Linked DNA regions of Capsicum annuum: region 1 is linked to region 2. A link is a contact called in public Hi-C data. All regions are on one chromosome and are shown on one strand. Each heading gives the region's core, a stretch centred on a gene start, on an enhancer-like site or on the middle of the called end of the contact. The rest is flanking DNA. Distances are from core to core; before and after follow the strand shown. Region 1 holds the start of LOC107845912 (elongation factor P). Region 2 holds the start of LOC107845911 (B3 domain-containing transcription repressor VAL2).

What was found. Hi-C and Micro-C count contacts between places; a contact is called where the count stands out from the background.
Region 1: a contact with region 2 is called in a Hi-C map of leaf, with 2.8 times the contacts expected there. The contact joins the promoter of LOC107845912 here to the promoter of LOC107845911 in region 2. A contact is called at or near these places in 2 of 5 Hi-C or Micro-C datasets (leaf and placenta).

What each region holds. Positions count from the first base shown.
Region 1 is chr10:144,013,786-144,021,499 of UCD10Xv1.1, forward strand. It overlaps LOC107845912 (elongation factor P), which reads left to right and starts at 4,399. Exons shown (of 6, transcript XM_016690420.2): 1 at 4,399-4,682; 2 at 6,282-6,388. The coding sequence starts at 4,547.
Region 2 is chr10:143,736,440-143,744,032 of UCD10Xv1.1, forward strand. It overlaps LOC107845911 (B3 domain-containing transcription repressor VAL2), which reads right to left and starts at 3,911. Exons shown (of 13, transcript XM_016690417.2): 1 at 3,212-3,911. The coding sequence starts at 3,324.

The DNA of each region.
Region 1 (7,714 bases), core at 3,149-5,648, 280 kb after region 2:
CCCTCCTTTGGTCCTCCTCTTCTATCTCCTTTCATCTCTCTCTAAATCAGCCACTGTCACCTCACCCCCAACGCCTTTTCTCTCTTTCATTATCCTCTCCACTACCGACTATGTCGGAGAAATCACCGAGACCACCACCGTCGGTGAATACCGCCTGCTGCCGCTACCATCTCCAAAAACCGCCCTTCACCCTCTTTTCCCTCTTTTTCCACTACTTTGGCGACTCACGTCGCCATGCATCCGACGACCACCACATCTCCAATCAGCACCACCTTCTATCATTATTGCTTTACCGAAAGTGATGGCCGATGAAGCAATAACAACAACAACAAACCTAGTGTATTCCCACATAGTGAGGTCTGGGGAAGGTCAGATGTACGCAGTCCATACCTCTACTTCTGATGGCCGATAAAGCACTGTTAACGAAAGTAAATTACTCACTCACCGTCATTGCTCCGTTTCTCCTCTACCATGCAACCGGTGACCCACAACAACACCAGCAGCCACCCCCTTCACCGAAAATGATGGGTTCTTGAGGACCCATCCCAGATTTAATCTTGTTTTTAATTGTGAAAACTCATTCTACCTTCTCTTTTGCTTCACTTTAGCAGATTTTGTGACTTGAAATTGGTAAAGTTAGGTTACGAATTTTGTGATTCATATTGCTTAATCATGCATGCTCTCATATGTTAAAAGTTCTAATTTTCATAAACTGCTTTGGAACCTTAAGTCTATTTTTAATTATAAGTTTTTCAATTTCGATTTGTTTATTCTTCGTCTCACTAAATTCGAATTATGATGGTATTTTCATATGCATATTTGAACTTTATGTGTAGCCAAATATAATATGAGTGGACTAATTCACGACTAATTAATTTGATTGCTTGATTGTGATAATTTTGGATTTTCGTCCATTTGAATATACTCAAACTATGTGAGAAATTTCTTGTTACCCATTTAAGTATGGACATATCTCTTTATTTATTTATTTAATTATGGTAAGAAATAAATGTTATTCAAGTTGATTGATTCTATTCTTTACCCACTTTTTGGTTTCCTTTAATAGTCGGATTGATTTTCTTTACTTTGACAATTTGAATCAAGATTGATTTCACCATTTAAGGGATTTTAACTTGGATTGATTTGTCAAAAATATCTTTTTCCTTTTTATTGTGTGATTCAGTACAGCTCTTTGACTATAAAAAAGGGGCCTTGCTCCTTCATTAGGACATCTGAAATACTATTACTTTCTACTAATCACACACAAATAATCTCGAACTTTCTAATATTCTGCAAGCTAGTTTTCATATGTCCGAGTACAATCGACGTTCGATTTTCTTTTATTTGTTTATCACTATCACTATCAGTTGGAAGCATCCTTCTATCTCACTATTGCGAGTGCTTTACCTAAATATCTTTCTTATTATTTTATTGCTGCTCACCGGTAAGTTTCCAAATCGATGTGATCTTTCATTCTTTATATGTGTTAACTGTATCATGTTGTAAGAACCATTAGAAAACATGCCTGTAGGAGATGATGCAAAATGACTATCGATGTTTGCTTACGATGTCCATGTTTTGTTTGAGATGATGTGTTAGTATCCATCTCTCTTGTGTGTGCTTTGGTATTTTGATTGCATTTACAGGCGCTATCAAAGTAGGGAATTCGGAGTTTGAAAAGTCGCGCGGGAATACGGGGAAGGGATGCCTTATTAGTTTAGTCTTTTTATTTTTATTATTTATTTGGTCTGTAATCTATTGTACAAATGCCTATGTAAATAATAAAATTTGGGACTGCTCGGGGGCGGGGATTTATGTGCTCTATGAATCGTGTAGGCAAAGACAACTTAGGTCAAACCAGTTTAGGATTTGTTAATGAATTTGATTTATCACTTAGGCAAGCCTAATCTAAGACTTATTTTAATCACTTAGAAATCATGCTTTTAGAAGTTTGATTAACTTGCGTCTTTTAAATTAAGTTCGAATATGTCAACGTAATTTACAACCGGTTGAATTACTTTTGGCATGTTTAACAGAGTTTTGGCATATTACATTTTTCGCATTTTAAATAACGTTCTCAGCAAGTAAATTTTAATTTTCTGCATTCAACATGATATTTTCAGCATTTTAAATAATATTTTTAGCATACTGTAATTAATTTTTAGAATTTATATTTGTTGTTCCGTACGTTTTATTAGTTTTCACCATAGTGAAATAATTTCTAGCATCGACGTATTAAAAATAGAAAATGGCTTTTTCAATATTTCAAAATGAATTATTCAGTAATTAAAACAAAAGTTTCAGCATGTTTATAAATTGTTCAACATATTAAATCACTTTTCAGCATATAAATGTTATTTTACGTCATGCTTAACTATCTTTTACATAATAAATTAATATTCTTATTCTCTCACGGTAGTTTAACTTTGACATGCCCTTTTATTCTCAACAATTTTGCAACACTGTTTTAAAAGGGATTGACAATTTTCCTTCGTCGATAACAATTATGTGACACCTAAATATCATGCGTATAGGTTAATGACACCAAAAAGTAATTGCTTGTCCTATTATGTTAATCACTTTAACCAACTCTTTAATTAACCAAGAGGCTAACGCATGACCGTTATGTGCTACGTGACGTCCTATCTGTTTCGCGCTTTAAGTCCTACTAGAAACATAGTTTTGTTTGTCTAGACCATATATCCAAAATAGTAAAGCCCAATACTTCTTGGACAATAAGTAGGATGATAGGCATTCTAGAGGCATTAGTTTTATCGTTTCTTTTTAGAACACTTTTAGGTTTGACAACCAGCCTAGGTGGTGGTGGAGGTAGGGGGTAGTCATTCGGAAGCAATGATATCCAACATATATTACACGACGATGACATTGTCACTTGTCTAAGAATTCAATTGTCGGCTAGTGGGTCAGATAATGATTAACAAGTTGGGGTTCTAATCCGAATGAAATCAAAATCATTTCTTTGTTTGATTTTTTGAATTTGTTCTTTTTCTTACATCTACTTTATATGCTTATTTATTTGGGATAGTTAATTTAATAAGCAGTCCCTTTCGCTATGACGTGTGTCATTCTTATTTTCTCGCCTGTATTGTTCCTTTATTATTTCTTGGGTTGTTTATCACATAGATAATTAACAAATAGGAATAATCAAATAACATGTTTGTTTATTCATTACTTTATTACTTAGCCAACATTAAGTTAATAATGAAATAAGCTACCTTTATTTGATCACATAGAATTTCCACGTAAAATATGAATTCGGTCGGAAACCACTTTTGTGGACCTCAAAAAGTGCCTAACACCTTCCTTTTGAGTTAATTTGAATCCTTACCTGAATTTCTGGTGAACTAAAACAAAACAACAAAATAGGTTCGTAGTTAGCCTAGACTGATTCCCTAACGCACCTTAATACGTTAGGTAGCAACTCTTCATACCCCTTTAAACAAACCCAAAAGGAGTAGTCACGTCAAATCCCGCTTTTCGCGAGAAAAATAGGGCGCGACACTTATCACAAGATTAATTATTTCAAAATTATAGAGTTATTTTTATTCCATATTAAAAGTAAGATGACAAATTAACATTCCTAAAATACCTAATCCTAAACATTTAATTTCAAAATAACTTGTTGTCCAAACAAATGACCAAAAATATTTTAAAAGCTAACGGGTCGTTTGGTAGAGTGCATTAGAAAACTAATGCATGCATTAGTTTAATGTATATCATTAGTACATTGTTTGATTCATTTTTTGCCCTATGTATAACTAACACTCTATTGTGTATTGTGGAGTGCATTACTAATGCCACCCCTTTCCTATGTATTAGTAATACAAATGAATTAAATGCATGTATTAGCTTGATTAATGATGTAACTATCCCTCCAATCCTTTTAAAATATTTTTCAGTTCCTTCTCTGTCTTTACCGATGAACAACACAGGTATTTGAGATGGCAAAATTCAACTCAAAAGCAATCTTATCTGTGTGCTTGGTGAAGAGTTCAACTACTCATACTATTGCCTTATTCCTATTTTCAAATTTAAACACAAACTTGATATCTGGGAGTATGCAGGAACCGTTTTTTTTTTTTTTTTTTAAACATGTTGTAACCCAAAAGCTGGCTCTAATCCATGGAAAACATTATGATGACAATTTTCCTCGAGAAACTTGAAGCATTGCTAATAGGCAATAATTATTTACATCCATTTTGAGGAATTTCAATAAGAAGTGTACAAGGTTAAAGAATATAAAGGATATTTTTATAAATAAATATTTTTTAATAAAAATTATATAATATATATTTTTTAATACATTAAATCAAATAATGTACATCAAATAATGTAAGCAAAACTAATATCATCATTAATAATGCAATCATTATTAATACATCTTATACACTCAAACAAATAAGCCTGAGAATATCTTTTCCCAATACCAAGAAGGTACTAAAGGATAGTTTACTTTCCTTATCTATAGACAGGAATGGTACAAGTCCGTTTCCAGTCCCACTGAAAACCTCTTGACTAGCAAACAATGGCGGGATTCCCCAATCTCAAGCTCTCTCTCTTTCCCAATTCCTGCTCACTCTCTTCTTCTTCTTACTCTCTTTGCTCAAATCCATTCATTGTCTCTACCTCCATTTTCCGCAGAACACCCTACCGCTTCCCAAGTAAGTACCTCTTCTTGAAAAAAAAAAATCTTGAAAACCAAAAAAAAATAAAAAATGAAATGAAAAAAAATCTTGGATTGTTTATTATTTAGTAGTAATCATGACAATGTTCTTGTTTTTTTCTACTAAAAACTTTTTATGGGTATTTTTTATTTTTCTTATTTGGTTGTTTTTCCAGAGATATTTGCGTTTTCGAGTAATGATATTAAAGTGGGCAGTAACGTTGAAGTGGATGGAGCTCCTTGTAAAGTTATAGGTAATTCATGGTCACCTCCTTAAAACAATAATAATTTTTTTTGACAAGGGAACCTACCCATTGGGTGCTCACAGGGTAAACCCCGCTCCTGTGTAGTGGCTCGCAAACCACACAGGAGAGATGAACCGCACTAGACAAGCCCCATGTGACGAGTTCGACCCATAAGACCAACCCCTTGTTGTCACAGGCAAGAGGTTAAACCCCATTCCTGTGCAATGGGTGGCAAACCACAAAGGAGAGATAAACTGCCTAGGCAAGCCCCGTGCGATGAGCTCGACCCAGAAGGTCAACCCCTTGCCTGTAGGTTCGAACATGAGACCTCCATTATGGAAGTCCCAAGCTAAACCATCTGAGCCACCGCGAAGGGTTAATCCAACATAATAATTGTATAATTTTTTCTGCTGGAGTTTTATGTACTCCTCATAGTGAATTGTTGCTAATTTGATTCCAGCTTTTTGTTGTTTGGTTATGCTAAGCATCTGTTTGTTTTTTCACAAGTAAAGGACAGGGGTTGTGAATCAGCATATGAAGTAGTTTGCAAAAAATTGGGCGTTAGACAGTCAAAAGTGATTGTCTCAAAGAAGTAACCGAGAAAAAATAGGGGGGTCATTTTGGTTTTTACAATTTTGGAAGTTAAACGTTTGAAATTTTATAACTATGTGTAAATGTAATTGACAACCATATTTTATCCTACTGACCCAAATAACAAGATAATTACTACACGCAAGGGTGGCCGAGTTGGTTGAGCAGGGGTCTCCCAAATGAGGGGTCTCAGGTTCGAAATCCCATGCGTACTTTCTTGGTCGAGCTCGTCCCATGGGATTTGCCTAGTGTGACTTACCCTCTCGTGTGTGGTTTGCGAGCTATTATACCGGAGTAGGGTTTACTCTATGTGAACCCGAAGGATAGCGGCTGCGGGTTTCCTTGTCATAAAAAATCAGGATAATTACTGCTGAAAATACACAAACTAGAGCAAGACTAGAGGATTCCGAGTGAAGTGTAAGGTTTCGTCATCACAATCAATGAATGAATGGATGGATAATGCTAGAATTTGCTTAGAGCATTGTTGGTCCACTCCGACTCTATAGTGCGCTAGCTGCTAAACTGTTTTGCTGTTCAGATTTCTATATAGGTTACCAAGGCATTTTTTGGGACTGTTATAAACTCAAAAGTTTTGTATCCATGTACAATCGACTGATTTTACTTGTAGTCCATTAAGAAGAATTCAAAAACAGCTGATCTTTTGAATATGATGTATATATGAATAGTTTGGTATTGAGTACACCTAAAATTTGGTTGCCTCTTTTACAGTTTGATAATACTTATCGTTTGGATGTGTTTAGAGTTTCTTCATGTAAAGCCTGGGAAAGGGGCTGCATTTGTGAGGACCACATTGCGCAATTATATAACAGGGAACAGTGTTGAGAAAACTTTCCGAGCTGGAAGTAAGGTAACATCTTTTGTACCACCTGCTCTTCTATGCTTATTCTCTTACACTGTCTGTTTATATGCTTGCAGTGTACTTTTTTGCCAAGGTCACACCACATTGGCACATTCATGTCATGTAAAATAATAACTTCTTATGTAGCACATGCCATTCTTTTTAGTTCAACCAACTGAAGTTGTCGAGTACCTTCGGACAAACTGGGGAACTAACATGTAGGCCATATATTTCAACCATTTATTATTTTTCAAACAAGAAATAAAATAGTTGCACTTTTGTTGAGTTTTCTTTTGTGTGTTATGATGCAGGTGGAAATTCTCCAGAAAACCTTCTATTTTAAGTGAATAACATAGGATTGCATTGTAAATGAACTTTGATCAATTTCTTGTGAGGTTAGCAGTCGCCGCTCTAAGCTTTAGCGATGCAACAGATTAACTGCCATCTTATGGCTAGATCTTAGCTTAACTCACTCAGTCCAGCCCACAAATCGCTCCATCCAGTTATCTTCAGCAACCTGTTTGTATTAACTCTTATAAGCATTTGTTAGAAAAACTGTCAACCTTCAGTTTTTCCTTTTATTATCATGTAGTCACGTATGAAATTATAAACGAAACTGTTAGAATAAGAATAGGAATAGCATATTGAATTCTACTTGGAAAGGGATTGTAATGTAGTGTCCTATTAGGAATAGGATTGGAATGTAGTGTCTATAAATAGGGTTTCAATGTAATAATTTAGAGACAACAATTCAATAATATTTTTTCTCCTATATTTCTCACATGGTATCAAATCAGGTTAGAAATATCAGACAAGATAACTCAGTCACCGTGCGTCAATTCCGGTGACTGATTTGGGTCAATTTTTATTTTGTGGGTTGTGTGAAAAATGCACCACCACCAAAAGGATCGGAAAGATCAGGCAACAAATAACCTGACGAAAACCGCCAAAAAATTACCCTCCACGCGCCAGCCGAAATTCAGAAATTCCAGCGAGATCTGCGTCACGCGCCGGCGCGTGAGCCCATCTCCAATCGATTTTTGAGTTGTTTCTTTTTCTGTTGGGGTTGCCGGTCTATTTTGACTCTGACCACTTGCTCCTTTCTAGATTTCGACAACTATTTTGAGATTTCGACCGCCAGAACCCTAATTCCGGCGACATCAGTTTTTTTTTCGGGGATTTTTTTTTCAGAAATTCAGATCTGGTTCTTGAAATTTTCAAGTCAAATTACCAAGATATCTTTTGGGCATGATATTTTTTTCTTTTTTTGGCTCCAAAAAATATTGAAATTGGAAGTTCAAGTCCTATGATTAAATCTGAGCCCTTAATGAGAAG
Region 2 (7,593 bases), core at 2,661-5,160:
GTCTGTGGAGATTTCAACACAGTTAGATTTCCTTCTGAAAAGAAGAATTGCTCTACAATCACAAGGGCAATGACTAATTTTCTGACTTCATTGAGGATATGAGTTTGTTGGACCCTCATCTTGTAGGGGGCAGATATACTTGGAGGAAAGGGGATAGACACGACATAGCAGCCAAACTAAATAGATTTTAGTATCTGATGAGTGGGACAAGGGGTTTAGAAACATCAAACAGTCAATCCTTCACAAGGTTACTTCTGATCACACACCTATAATGTTTCATAGTGGGAACTGGGAACCAGTAAGGTCATATTTCAAATTCGAGAATTGGTGGTTTTATATAAATGGTTTTTTGGATAGAAGCAAAGAATAGTGGAAATCCTTTATGTGTGAAGGCATGTGTGAAGGCAGGCCAGACTACACTCTAGCTTTCAAGTTGAAAGCTCTAGAAGATAAATTTAGAGAGTGGAGCAAAACTGACAAAGGAAATCTAGCAATGCAGAAGCAGAGTATCCTCAGCCAGCTTGCAGAATTAGAAGAAAAACAAGACCAAAGATCTCTTAGTGAAGACGAGATTCATGCGAAAGTTGGTCTCCTAATCGAGTTCAAAAACAGCCAAGCATGAGGAGATAGCATGGAGGCAAAGATCAAGGGTTAACTGGTTAAAACAGGGAGACAACAACACTAAGTTCTTCCACAGAACTGCTAACTCACCCAGAAGATATAACAATACTAATGAGCTAAATGTGGGTGGAAAAGCTATTAGAAATCCTGAAACTATAAAAAAGGAAATAGTTGACTTTTACCAAAAATTCTATATAGAGACTGGGGTATGGAGACCTTCTGGTGGTTGCAGGGAAGGCAATAGAATCTCGTGGTTGCAGGGAAGGCAATAGAATCTCTGAGGAAGATAATCTATTGCAACTAGTCCCTTAGTTGTTGGAGCTTTTCCTTGACAGAGCTTTGTGGTGGCTTTGCAAGAAGAATGAGAAATTTTAATGTGCAAAAGCTAGGTTTTCTCCCACATAATGATCTATATATAAGGAGCACATGGTAGGGAAAACCTTGAATGTTAATGAATAGGAATGTGTGATACTTGTTTTAATTGGGCTTTAACGAGGGTTGTGTAGCTGAGTTGTGAAAGTGGAGGTCCCGAAGGATCAACACTGGAAACCGCAGTTGCCCAGGTGGTTCGAGTCTCCCTTACTATCGTGGGCTATAGCACATCGATTTGGCCCGAAAACGCCTCGTTTGCGCCGTTTCGTCCGTTTGACCACCCAAATGGCCCCGCGGACCCCAACGGCCCACACTAGGCCGCTCCAATTGTGGGCGTACATTTTACCTTCACTATACCTTATTTGTTGAATAACACTGGAATTTGTTATTGGTGGTGTTACTTCTAGTTTTTTTTTTTTTTAGGAAAAGAAACAGGAATTATGATAAAATGGCTTTGGAGATTTGCATCCGGTGAGCAGGTTTTATGAAAGGATATAATCAAGCTGAAGTATGAAATGGATGGTCACTGGACTACCAAAATGGTCACTAGTACTTACGGAATCAGCCTTTGGAGATCTATTAGGAATCTATGGCCAAAACTAAGAGAAAAGTGCAGTATAAAGATGAAAAATAGCATGAAGGTTTTCTTCTGGGACGATAGCTGGCTGGAGCAAGGCACATTAAAAGATCTATTTTCTGATATTCACATCCTCAACCAGCAGCAAAATGCCACTGTCGCAGAGGTACGGTCAAACCAAGGATAGAATTTGAGCTTCAGAAGACCATTAAATGATTGGGAGATTCAAAGGTTAGTCAAGTTCTTTAGAATTCTAGAGCAATTCAAAGGAACAACCACTTCACAAGATACTTTGATATGGCAGAATCACAACCAAGGCAAATTCAATACTAAGGAGGCCTATATGAAGTTCAATAGTTTCAACAATCAAGTTGGTAGTTGTCCCTGGAAACTAATATAGAAAGTAAAAATCCCCGTTAAAGTTTCATGTTTTACTTGGTTATTGGTTAAATAGGCAGTGCTTACCAAGGAAAATCTAATGAAAAGAGGTCTCAATCTGAATCCAATATGTTTCCTACGCAAAGAAGTGGATGAAACAATCACTCATCTCTTTCTACACTGTAGGATCACTAGCTATTTGTGGAAAATCTTCATCAACATGAAGGGACTGAACTGGGTGATGCCAAAGAGGATAGTACAGACTCTGAAAATCTGGAGCAGCTATGCTAGTGTATCTCTGGTCATAAAGAGAGATGGAAAATCATACTTGCATGCATTTGGTGGTCCATGTGGAAAGAAAGAAATCTCAGATGCTTCCAGAACAAGTGCAACAACATTCAAGATGAATTGCTTAGTTTTATTTCATTTTTGGTGTACACAGGAGTACATGGAAGATCTAAAATCAGTTATGGATGTTTTAGGCTCATTATAAATTTTTGCTATAGGGTTGAAGATCTTCTTGTTACTCTCTTACAATTGTAATTATGGAAACCTGTAACATGTTGTGGCAGGTTTGATTGTTTTGGAATAGAAAACTAATTTTTACCTTCAAAAAAAAAAAAGATATTTTTCAAGTAGATATTTTCTTGATCTCAGCCTATAAAAAGTTGTGTATAGGCTTCATTGTATTCAGTATTCAAGCAGTTATCAATCTCAAGTATTCAAGCAGTTATCAATCTCAAATAATTAGTAGGACATTGGTTCCTTAATCTTTCCTCAAATAAAATTTACAAATTCAGAAGCTACACAAAGTTTACATAAGTCACAACATTTTTATAATAAAAAATATGTAAAAATCAATGTACAGAAAATCCTAGTCAAAGAAAAACAACCGTGTATTAGTCATATACCCTATTCAATATTACAGGGTGTATAACTAATACATAGCAAACCATGATATTAGTAATAGTCATACAAGGGTTATCAATATATAGATAAGCATGGGTGAAGATAGAATTGCCCTTAACACACCACACCAACAAGTATAGAATAAGAAATGATCCCGGCATAACTAATCTATCCTATTCAGTAATATTCTTATACGTTTATACGAAACGACTCTTTAAATGGTAATGTTATCATATAAAATGAACAAACAAAAGGAGTAATAGGCAACCCAATTTCTATCTAGGAATAGAAAGAACAAGAAAACTGAATATACAAACATTTTCAGTATAAAGAGAAAAATCTGAATTGAATTACCCGCACTTATCACAGAGGCTGGCAAATTCACCAGATTTCAAAGGCCACCCTTTTTTCCATTCAATTGAACAAGTTGCCCCACATACCCCATTCATGCAAATCTTCGACTCCATTCCCACCCCCTAATACAGCATAATCTTCCTCTAAAAAATTTCATACGCAAAATCCCCCAAAAAGAAGTTTTAAACTAAAAATGAAGTCTTTAGAAAAACCCAACTATGAAAAATTCAAGAACAAACTAAAAATGAAATCTTTAGAAAAAACCCAACTAATGAAAATTCAAGAATAAACTAAAAATCAAGTCAGGATGGCCACCAGACTCAAGTTCTGGTCTTCTAAGAGGGCGTGGGTTCAAATCCCACTTCTGACACTTCGCTTACCTCTCTACCTCTCCGAGCTAGTGGTAATATCTGCCTACACTATGTTGTTTAGAAAAATTCTGAAAATATGGAAAAGTTGAGAGTAAAGGAAGAATCCTGAAAATATTAAGAGTTAGAAATAAACTAAAGGTAGTTGAATAATTGGTGGTAACGGAAAGTGGTATCGCCTGTGGAAATGGGGAGAGAGAGCGAGAGGCGTAAAGTGTAAAACAGTAAATGGAAAAGGAGGCATGCAGGGAGAGACTTGAAGGCTCAGAAAAGGTCGCCCGCATTTCCTTTTCGCCTCCCATTAACGTCGCTCTCCTCTCTCTCATCACTGTTTGGGAAATTGTTATTTAATTTCGGCATTAGTTATGTTGAAATTAATAAGGATAACTTATTCCATCTATATACATATATAGGATAAGTTATTTTATTATTACGGTGTAAATAATGGGATAAGTTATCCCTTCAACTAAATATGAAAAATAAAATAATTCTTTATTTTATATCAAAATTACTTATCCCTTATACCTTACACCAAATAATCGTTTTATTTATTACCTCCTCTCCATATTATAGTTGATACAATTCTTAAAAATCATAAATAAAAAAATAATATTACTAATTTATCTTTTAAAATGCTTTATTGAGACTTTATAAATTACTTATTTGTATTTTAAAGAATTTTCAAGAGAATTAATTATAAGTGAAGGGAAAAAATACAATTTATTCTGTCTGAATTTAATAAATAATAAAATAATTATTTATAATAAAGTTATTAATTAATATAGAACGAAAAGAGTAATTTTTTATGTTGATATTTGATAGTACTATATTTAAGTTGGCCTAATTCAAATTGTTATCCTATATAATAAGTCACAGTAGCAGGCTGCTCATGGTGATGTCTGCTTAGATTGTTTCAAACGTAATTTTATTATATTATCCTTAATTAATTATTATAAGTCATTTATATATTATAAAATTAAAAATATTAATAGAAAATTTAAAATAAACATTTATGACATGACTGCTTCATTCGTGATTTTACTATATCACTGATAATTAATTATTATAAGTCATTTAAGTATTAAAAAATTAATAATATTTAATAAAAATAAAATAATAAATTATTTTTGATGATTTTATAAGTTATTTAAGTATTAAAAATTAATAATATTTAATTAAAAGGATAAAATAGGCATAAAATGATAAATTGTTTTTTGATATTTTAAATTAACTTGACGTCTTATATAGGATCACTTAAGAAAATTCACAAGTTTTTGTTATAATAATTTTACTATGTTACTTCTAATTAGTAGAATAGAAGAAAAAATGTTATAAATCACAATAATTAAAAATTTAAATTATTTAAAAAATATAATTGACTATCAATGCCATAAAAGTTTGAACAAATTAAAATATTGTCATACAAATTTCATCAATCTATATATAATAACATATATCTAACTTAGAATTTATCAACTAAATAAATGAAGATTTTAATTAAATGATAGAATTATACATAACGTAAAAATTTTAAGAATCAACATTGGGTCGTGCGTAGTACGGCATAAGCCAACTAGTATTTAATAAGTCTATTTGATATTCTAGAAATTTTTTCGTATTCAAAACTTACAACCTAGATTTTGTTTAATAAAATTCTTATATTACATGTTAATAGTATTAGTGAAGCTAGAATTATTAAACACATAAGATTTTTTTTTACCCAGTAATATTAGATTAACATTATAAAACTTAGCACTAGTTATTAGTGCTATTTAAAAACGCGAAGAAGCAGGCACCTCTTCGTCAACGTGCCTGCTTTTTCTGTGATTTTACTGTATAACTCCTAAATAATTATTATATGTTATTTACGTATTTAAAAATTAATATATTTAATAAAAAAAGTTAAATAGACAATTATGACATATTGTTTCAATCGTAATTTTATTATATCACCCCCAATTAATTATTATAAGTCATTTAAGTATTCAAAAATTAATAATATTTAATAAAAAATAAAATAGAAATAAAATGATAAACTAACTCTTGATGTTTTAAATTACTTGACATCTTATATGAGACTCACTTATTTTTTTTGCACAAATATTTTTATAACAATTTTGTTATATCACTTCTAATTAATTATTATGAATTAAATATATTAAAAAATTAATCATGTTTCATAGAAAAGGTAAATTATTATAACATGTCTGCTTCAGCTATTTCAATCATAATTTTATTATATCACACCTAATTAATTATTATAACTCATCTAAGTATTAAGAATTTGATAATATTAAATAAAAAAAAAATAGACACAAATTAATTTTTGTTGTTTTAAATTAACTTGACATCTTATATGAGACTCATTTAAATTTTTTCACAAGTATTTTTTGTAGCAATTTTTTATATCACTTCTAATTAGTTATTATGAGTAATTTAAGACATGTCTGCTTCGCTCCTTCAATCGTGGTATATGACTAACTTTCGAAATTACACCAGTATCACTTAAATTAGAATAGAATAAAAAGTATTATAAATCATTTAAACTATTTTAAAAATATAATTGACTATTAATGTCACAAAATTTTTTATAAGTAGAGTGTTATAACTTACAACTTAAAATTGTAAATTAAAAATATCAAAAAAGTATTACAAATTATAATAATTAATAACTTAAATTATTTAAAAATATATTAAAAATATAATTAATTATCTAAATTTTATTTATATCGCATAAATTAAAATAAAAAATATTATATATATATACTGAGTCCGTACGGGCCGGTAAACATCTATTATTTTTAGAAAATACTAAACGAAAAAAGTGTTCTATATAAAACAAAAAAGCAAATGGATAAATGAGGGGTGGGAGTCCTAATCAAACAAACAAAAATGCACTGCCCTTTTCAGCTGCCTTTGTGTGTACGATAAGATAGGACGTGAGGAGATAGATAGATGTCTGTCAAGTGTCGATCATCATTGCGTAATTAAACGGATAAGTAAATTAAAACTAGTTTGTTTATTCAATCCCCTAATTGATTACTTCTTCTGCGCGTGCTAATAGTACAATGACATCATGCTTTTGAAATCCACAACCAAAAAGCACCAAGGGTTCATTGTACATGAGAACGAGTGCACAATATAATGCATTGATAATACTTATATTAGTTATGTTTATATTTTTCTCATATAATATTTTATTTAATTATTAAAAATAATATAAATTACATAATTTTTAATAATTTTTTTTTTTATAAAAATATCCTTCATAATGTATTCAAAAGGGTGTAGAAAAAATTTTGACAAATAATTGTGACTTTAACTACACTAATATATGCATTAGATCAGTTTCATTACCAATATCATGAATTTTCATGCATTAATAATATGCTCTTTAATATCAAATGGAATGTATAATAACTATTCCCCCATCCCATTTTACTCGTACCAATTTAACATTGCACATTGATTAAGAAAAATAATTAATAACATAACTATTTTACCATAGTATTTCTATTAAATGATGTTTACATTTTAATTAGAAGAAAAAATAATTAATACTAAGGGTAAAAAATGAAAAAAAATTATCTTGTCTTGATTAATGAAAAATGAGAAATCAAATTAGAAAATTTGGGACAAGTAAAATGGGACGGAGGGAGTATAACAAGCATCAGTAATACACAGAATGAAAAAGTTTACCAAAATACTGTATTAATAATAAACAAAGTTTCTTATTTTTTTAAATACACTCTGTCAAACGACCCCTAAGGTGTGTGATAGGAAAACAATTTGGTTTCTTACTCGGGCTCTTTATATTTGGCCTTTATATTGAAAGTATATTATGCTTTTTCGTTATTCATTTTAGTAAATTTAGAGGGTTTTATTACTTTCACTATCTCATTTTACGTGGCACCAAATCAATTTTTATCTATCCCAAAAAGAATGTCACCTTACTATCATTAGAAATAATTTAAATTTAAATTCTATTTTTATCCTTAATGAAATGATTTATAG